Linked DNA regions of Oryctolagus cuniculus: region 2 is linked to region 1. Evidence: chromatin contacts called from public Hi-C data. All regions are on one chromosome and are shown on one strand. Each heading gives the region's core, a stretch centred on a gene start, on an enhancer-like site or on the middle of the called end of the contact. The rest is flanking DNA. Distances are from core to core; before and after follow the strand shown.

Region 1 (3,207 bases), core at 218-2,717:
GCTTGGGCTGGGCAAAGCTGAAGCCAGGAGCTCAGAACTCAGTTTGGGTCTCCTATGCAAGTGATAGGGACAATACTCTTTGAGCAATTGGCTGCTGCCTCCCAGGCTGCACATTAGCAAGAGACTGGAATCAGAAATAGAGCTGGCACTTGAATCTGGCACACTGATATGAGATGCAGGCATTCCAAGTTGTATTGCAACTGCTGCACCAAATGCCAACCCCTATTTTAATAAAGTTAAAGCTAAGTAGATATATGTGGCCACCATACTGAACAGTGCAGAACCCTAGTCACAGGACTACCACATCAGCTAGAAAGACTGGAAAATGTAGGTTTGGGGCTGATGCATTGTTACCTCCACAAAGTTGTGCTTTTCCTTAATAAATGAAAAAAAGGACAGAAATTAATATAGGCTGGGTGAATAGCAGTCTGAAACAGAGGGACAGCTGCACCTGCTGTTCCTTCATCCTGATGGCTTTATCACAGGCAGGAGGAATGCTGTGGCTGGGAAGAGTTTGTAGTTGGAAAGCAGAACTGAGAAGGGGAGTTCTGTTCAAACACTTCCTTTTTACAATGGGGAAACTGAGGCTCAGAGGAATGCCTGAGCCAAAGGCTAATGTGCTCTGCATTAATACAGAGCTGATTTGGTGGCCTTTCAAATATCACCCACGGTAAAGTGTGAAATCTCTGAAAGAAAATGCCTTCTGTCCATGGTTGTTAAAATGCAGGAAAAGAGATTGTGATGCCACCTATTGGTGGACAAAAGTAGAGGGTGTCCTGGTAACAGCTTGTTCCTGAGGGCTGCAGGCAGGGGGCGGGTCCTGCAGAGTCTCCATAGAAAGGACAGGCAGGGAGGATGCAAGTCCCACATCAGCATGCACTGTGCCTGCCAGCTTCCCCTGCACCCTGAGCTTCCAGTCAGGGCTTCTTAGAGGGCCCTCTCCTGCTTTCCAGTAATACAACCTGCCTTAGGCATACAGACGAACAACAGAGAGGACACATCAGTCCCTTCTCAAAATCACATGAAATAGGAAAAAAGAGCACATTCTGAGCTATAAATAGCCCTGGGGTGAGAATTCAAGGTTCTTATTTGATCCACAGTCTCAAAAATAAATCCTGTTATTTACAGCAATCCCCTTGACTAGTTGAGTATGTAACCATCCTTCAGCTCAAAAGAAGAAAAAAGGGAAAACAGAGATTCAATTTCAAAACAAAATGCTCACCCTGACTCATTCAGGGAAGGATCCAAGGTTTTTGATGCAGGGCACTGAGTCTCTGCCTGTTTTTCTCCTTCATCATCTGCTACCCTTAAAAAATGGTATCAACTGCATTGGTAAGAATCCACATGTCTTTCCTTTTGTTCCCTGGCTCCAGTCCAGCGTTTGACTCGTCACACTGATGGGTGAGATGCCTTTCCTATTGGCATAGGACACTGAACGGACGCCTCCCCAGCTATTATCAAACAGGGACTGGGCGAGCAAATCCACCCTGGGCTGGAGTCTCCTCTGCGGCTTGGGAACACCAGGGCCACCGTGCCTCTGTGGCTTGGCTTTAAAGCATTTTGACCATGGCTGTGGAACCCAGCAGCAGCTCGGAACCCACAAAAAGGAGAGGTGGGAGGAGGTGAGTGGCACAGACAAGCAGATGTTGGTCTTTCGGTTGTCGAGGGGACCCAGGCTAGTGGGCAACTTGCTGTGGGGGCAGTGATTGAGAACACAGCTTATTAGCCAGTGATGATCAGCAGAGGAGCTGCTGATTTCAGATGAGAGGTGGGAGTACACTCTGCTTATCTGCCCTGCAAAGAGCCTTTCTGAATATACCTTCAGTTCATGCCTTGAGAAAAAATCCCAAGTTTCTGGCATAAAGCTGCATGTGTGTTCTGCATGCTGGCTTGCAGGCAACTGTTTGCTTCTAATTAGGGAGCTGGAGCCTGCTAGCAGAGGAAACCATATTTGTCACAAGTTGTGGCACTGTGTTCAGCTGGTGTATCTTTTCTTTGAACTGGGGGTGGGGAGGGGGTCAGACATACCTGTGCTGGGTTTTTCTCTATGAACTTTGTAACTTCTACTCTATGTCTACGTGTTCATTCATTCTTGGTTGCTGCTTCCTGTCTTGCTTCAATTAACACTTCCTCCTCTCCCAGTAGTAACTGTGCTCCCTGGTCTAGTCATTCCAATCACCCCAGACCCATGCATATTGTAGACAGAATAAAACTTACTTGTGCAGGTTGCTGTAAAAATTAAATGGGGTGGTATGTAGAGTGCTGAACAGATGCCTGGAAATAGCACAAGCTCGGCACATCTGAATTCGTCTTCTCTTGCTTATTGAAAAGAAGGTTTCTGTTAAATTTAACAAATGTTTGTTGACTACTTGTTAAGGGACAGATGCACTTTTCTAGGCATGTGGGTTATAATAATGAATAATACAATGAGACAGAAGTATCATCTACCTTCACAGAACTTGAATTCTAGAAGACCACAGTCAACGTGCAAGGAAATGCCCTTTTCTTCCCATCTTTGCAAGTTCACTCCAACTCAGACTTCACGTTTATCTCCAAGACTACTTCTTCATAAAATCTGGAAGAAATGTTTTCTGATTTCACATTTTCAGTTACTTGACACCCACCATCTGCCCTCTTGTTCCTGGGAGGAGAACCCAAAACACTCCTTGGAGAGCCATCCCCCTGGCCATCACTCTCAGTATGAGGATGAGGTGTCGATCCCCCACACCCCAACTCCAGCAGTTCAGGAGAGCAAATTGCAGTTTCTGACCCTATGCCCTGTGGAAGGCCAAGCCCATTCTGTAATCCCATATCCCCAGCCACAACGGCTTGATGGGCTTTGCATAGCCACATGGCATAAGTTTGTCCAAGGCGAGTCCCAGGGTCGACCTGGGTTCCCTAGGATGCTTTCTAAGGTGTTGGTTTAGTGTTGTCCTACTTAAGAAGGGTTTCAGAGGCTACTGGGGGAAGACCAATGTAATTTTTCTTGCAGAAGTTGCTCCCCTGCTTCTTCCCAACTGATTCTACAGAATTGCTAATGGGTTGCCTGATCTGTATCCCATTATTTCATCTACTCTGTCCTTGGAAAATGGGAACTCTGTAGTTGGTGAAGAGCTCTTGGCTGATAACCCCCCTGCTTGAAAAAAGCCTAGTTAGTGCATTGCACAGCGGGCAGGAAGCCCTCCCACATCCTGGTACCCTTTGCAG
Region 2 (3,207 bases), core at 460-2,959, 250 kb after region 1:
TATGGCAGCTTCAGCTGACTGATGTTGTTGGCAGTTTCATGGAGTGCACTTGTAAATCAGCTTCTGTGCGGCTCAGTGAGTCTTGATGAGAAAGGCATTGATGTGCTATGTCTGAACAGGACAATGGATCTATCTCAAAACATGTGCTTTAGCATTAGTAAACAACGACCAACCAGCTTGCCATTCCTAGATGGATATAACAGTTAACCCAACCCTGTATCTGTCCACTCTGAAGCATCAGCAAAGTTCTGGCTAGATATTTCAGGCATGGAAAGCCAAGACACTGTGGCAAAAAAGGACATTGGTGGGTAAGACCCCAGTGGAAAGAAATGCTCATCAAAGAAAGAGGTACTTTTCTCTGAAGGGAGGAGAGAACTTTACTTATGACCTTGTATGGATACTAACAATGTTTGTGGATCCAAAGGCCTCCATAGCCTAGGCAGCTGATGTCAAGAGCCTCAGGAGATCATTGATGTCATACAAAGGGGTGCTAATTGTTAAATTAACAACAGAGATCACTGTGCAATAACTTCCCATGTAGGACCTATGTCCACAAAGAGTTGTATTATGAGAGTTAACAGTAAAACTTATTCTCAAAGATTTATTTATTTTAGTGTATTAAGTGGAGGGAGTTTTAATTATGCCTAAGTGTCCAACTCCATTGCTTATTTTCTTAGGTGCTTCCGTAATTAATGGTAAAACTTGTTCTCAAGGACTTACTTTCTTTTAATGTATTAAGTGGAGGATGTTCTTATGTCTCATAAATTATAGTTATGTCTAAGTGTTCACAAAATGTATCATTCTTGGGTGCTGCCTTAAGTTTCTAAAAAAATGAAATTTTATTAAAAAAAGTTTTAGCTAGAGTCCCTCATTCCCATGTTCCTGGCACCTGCAAAGTAGGACAAAGAAATCTAACAGCTGCCTTGAGTATCAGACCACTCTAGGATTCACGTCTGGCAAGCTTGTAGCATAATCCAAGTGGAAACCTTCTAATGGAATCTCTGGTGATCACCTTTGGCTACATTCTGCAGGACATCTCTGTAATAGGATGAACCAGTCAGTCTGGATTTCTGATGGCATGAAGCCAGTTGCCATCATGATTCTTTCATGCTCAAGAAACTATGGGCTGGTCCTCCATGAGTTGGCATAGCCTGTGGTGCCTTATCAAGAAGTCTCATCTTGCCAGACTTTGGAGACCTTCCCTGAGGAAATAGTTAACCAGACACAATAGATCCCTGCAAATCACAAGAGATATGAAATTGCTTTCAGCCCATCTCTCTTTGACAAATGAGAATGTCAAGAAAGATGGGCTGATGGGGCCACATTTCCATCCAGAGTTCAGAATTAAGTTCCCAAGCATAAGAATACCAAAGCCACTGTGACTGCAGAGTTTCAGTGTACACCATGGGTGAAGTGGAAGTAAGGACATGGCTGGAGGTTGCAGGTGACTCAGCCATCAGGAGGGAATAGGAGGCATTCTACCTTTTCCCAAAAACTGAGAGCACTTTTGGGCTGAGTTGGATGCTAAGCATTGTTGCCTTTGCAGTGAAAGTTAAAGTGGCCCAACATTATCAGATGAAAAGGATATGTGTGTATTATGCTAACAACAAAGCCATGGCAGTGAGAGGAAGGCTCCTGCAGGCTGCTTCAGCAAGCCCCAGCAGCACTGACACTCTTGGAGTGGGAGGTTTCTGTTCATTTGCAAATGTGATGACATTTTCAGCTTTTTGTACCAGGAAGGGAAGCGCCTTGGGAAGCTTGTGGTTGAATGCATTCTCCCTAGAGAGCAGCAAATGAGGTTAAATCCTTTAATGATGGAGGGTCTGGTTCAGCCAGAAAGGAAGGGGCAGACCTTGTGATCACGACTTCTAGTCTGAATGGACTTAGGGAAAATGTGTTCATTTGCAGCCTTCCTCCAACCTTCATCATTTCCTCCAAAGACTGCAGACATGACATAAAAACATGCCATCTTTGTGGAAAGATGCAGTATGATTGTGTGCTTCTGACTTGAGGGAACAGGGCCAGAATCAATGGATGTGTCTATAATTGAGGTTCAGGAGTCACGGCATCTGACTTCATCCAAGATAGGGATTAATTTAATAGCAACTTTACTTAAAAAGGGGAGGTCAGTAGTGACCAAACCAACCCCTTGAAGTAGTTAATGAAGTTGAAGATGATTCCAGAATGGCTTACTGTGGAAGAAATCATCTCAATACTGCTCTGTGCTTTGCTGATTGCACTCTGGAATTCTGGCCCCAGCCCTTGCTCTACAGGCTAGGGATCATCTCACAGTGAAAGGAAGAGTATCTCTCAGTGATCATGGAAAGAGCCCTAGATTATAAACACACTAGCAGATTTCTGACTCACTAGCAGATTTTCACTGAGGATATGATACTTTACCTCTCTGAATAGCAGGGCTGCCATCTGCAAAATAAAGCAATCAACAAACAGGAATAGTATATAATAGTACTGCCAAGGCTATCACCAGCACAGATGGTGCCTTAGTAGAAATGAGAAAACAAGCCCCCTCTGGTGGTTGACTTGAGAAAGACACCCTTTCCCCCGGGCCAGCTTTCCCCTGTGGCTGTATTTTATTCCCCAAGCTCTCATTCCAGGCAAGCTTTCATAGGACACAAAGGACATACTCAACTGCAGGGGCCCTTCATAGCCCAGGAGTTAGAGGAAAATACAAGGGAGGACTCTGTGCAAGTACTTAATGAGATGCGGTGCTCCTTTATCAATGTTGAGTCCTACTAAGATACTGAACAAGAGGAATAAAGTGAGAATCCTTCACAGCAAAATTGTGCTGGAGCATCTGAGTTGAAAGTCATTCTACCACTGAGGGCCTTACACTCAAGTTAGCTGTCTCCCTTAAAAAAATAAAAGTAACTTCCAAAATTGATCTGGATTTTCAGTGTGTGGTTTCCAAAGGGAGATCATTACAGGATAATTGTAATGGTAAAGTTTGGATAAATATAAAAGTCAGTCTGTGTGTCAAGAAACATCCCGAGAAGTGTCTTTCCTTAGAGGCAGTCGGGTGGCTCGGCTTGCATGGCGTATTAAGAACCTGATAATCCTGGAGCTTCTTAGGTAGCTGCACACCACAAGCAAGGAAATCAAAGGGGAATGAACCACTGACAACACACTCATAGAAACAGCACAGGATCTGCAAGGGACTGGAGAACACAGACAGGCAACTCCTGACTT

What was found. A called contact is a pair of places that touch in the nucleus more often than the background predicts.
Region 2: a contact with region 1 is called in a Hi-C map of liver, with 6 times the contacts expected there. The contact joins the enhancer-like site here to the promoter of CPNE4 in region 1. A contact is called at or near these places in 3 of 6 Hi-C or Micro-C datasets (ear pinna, liver and an unstated tissue).

Annotation. Positions count from the first base shown.
Region 1 is chr4:148,908,720-148,911,926 of mOryCun1.1, forward strand. CPNE4 (copine 4) reads left to right here and starts at 1,468. Exons shown (of 16, transcript XM_051818460.2): 1 at 1,468-1,622. The coding sequence starts at 1,567.
Region 2 is chr4:149,159,667-149,162,873 of mOryCun1.1, forward strand. All of the region lies in intron 2 of CPNE4 (copine 4), which reads left to right. Among named protein-coding and RNA genes, the nearest start is that of CPNE4, 250 kb to the left of the region's middle. Within about 2 kb of position 1,710, at least 1 of the 8 cell types and tissues checked has an H3K27ac peak or open chromatin away from gene starts, as enhancers often do.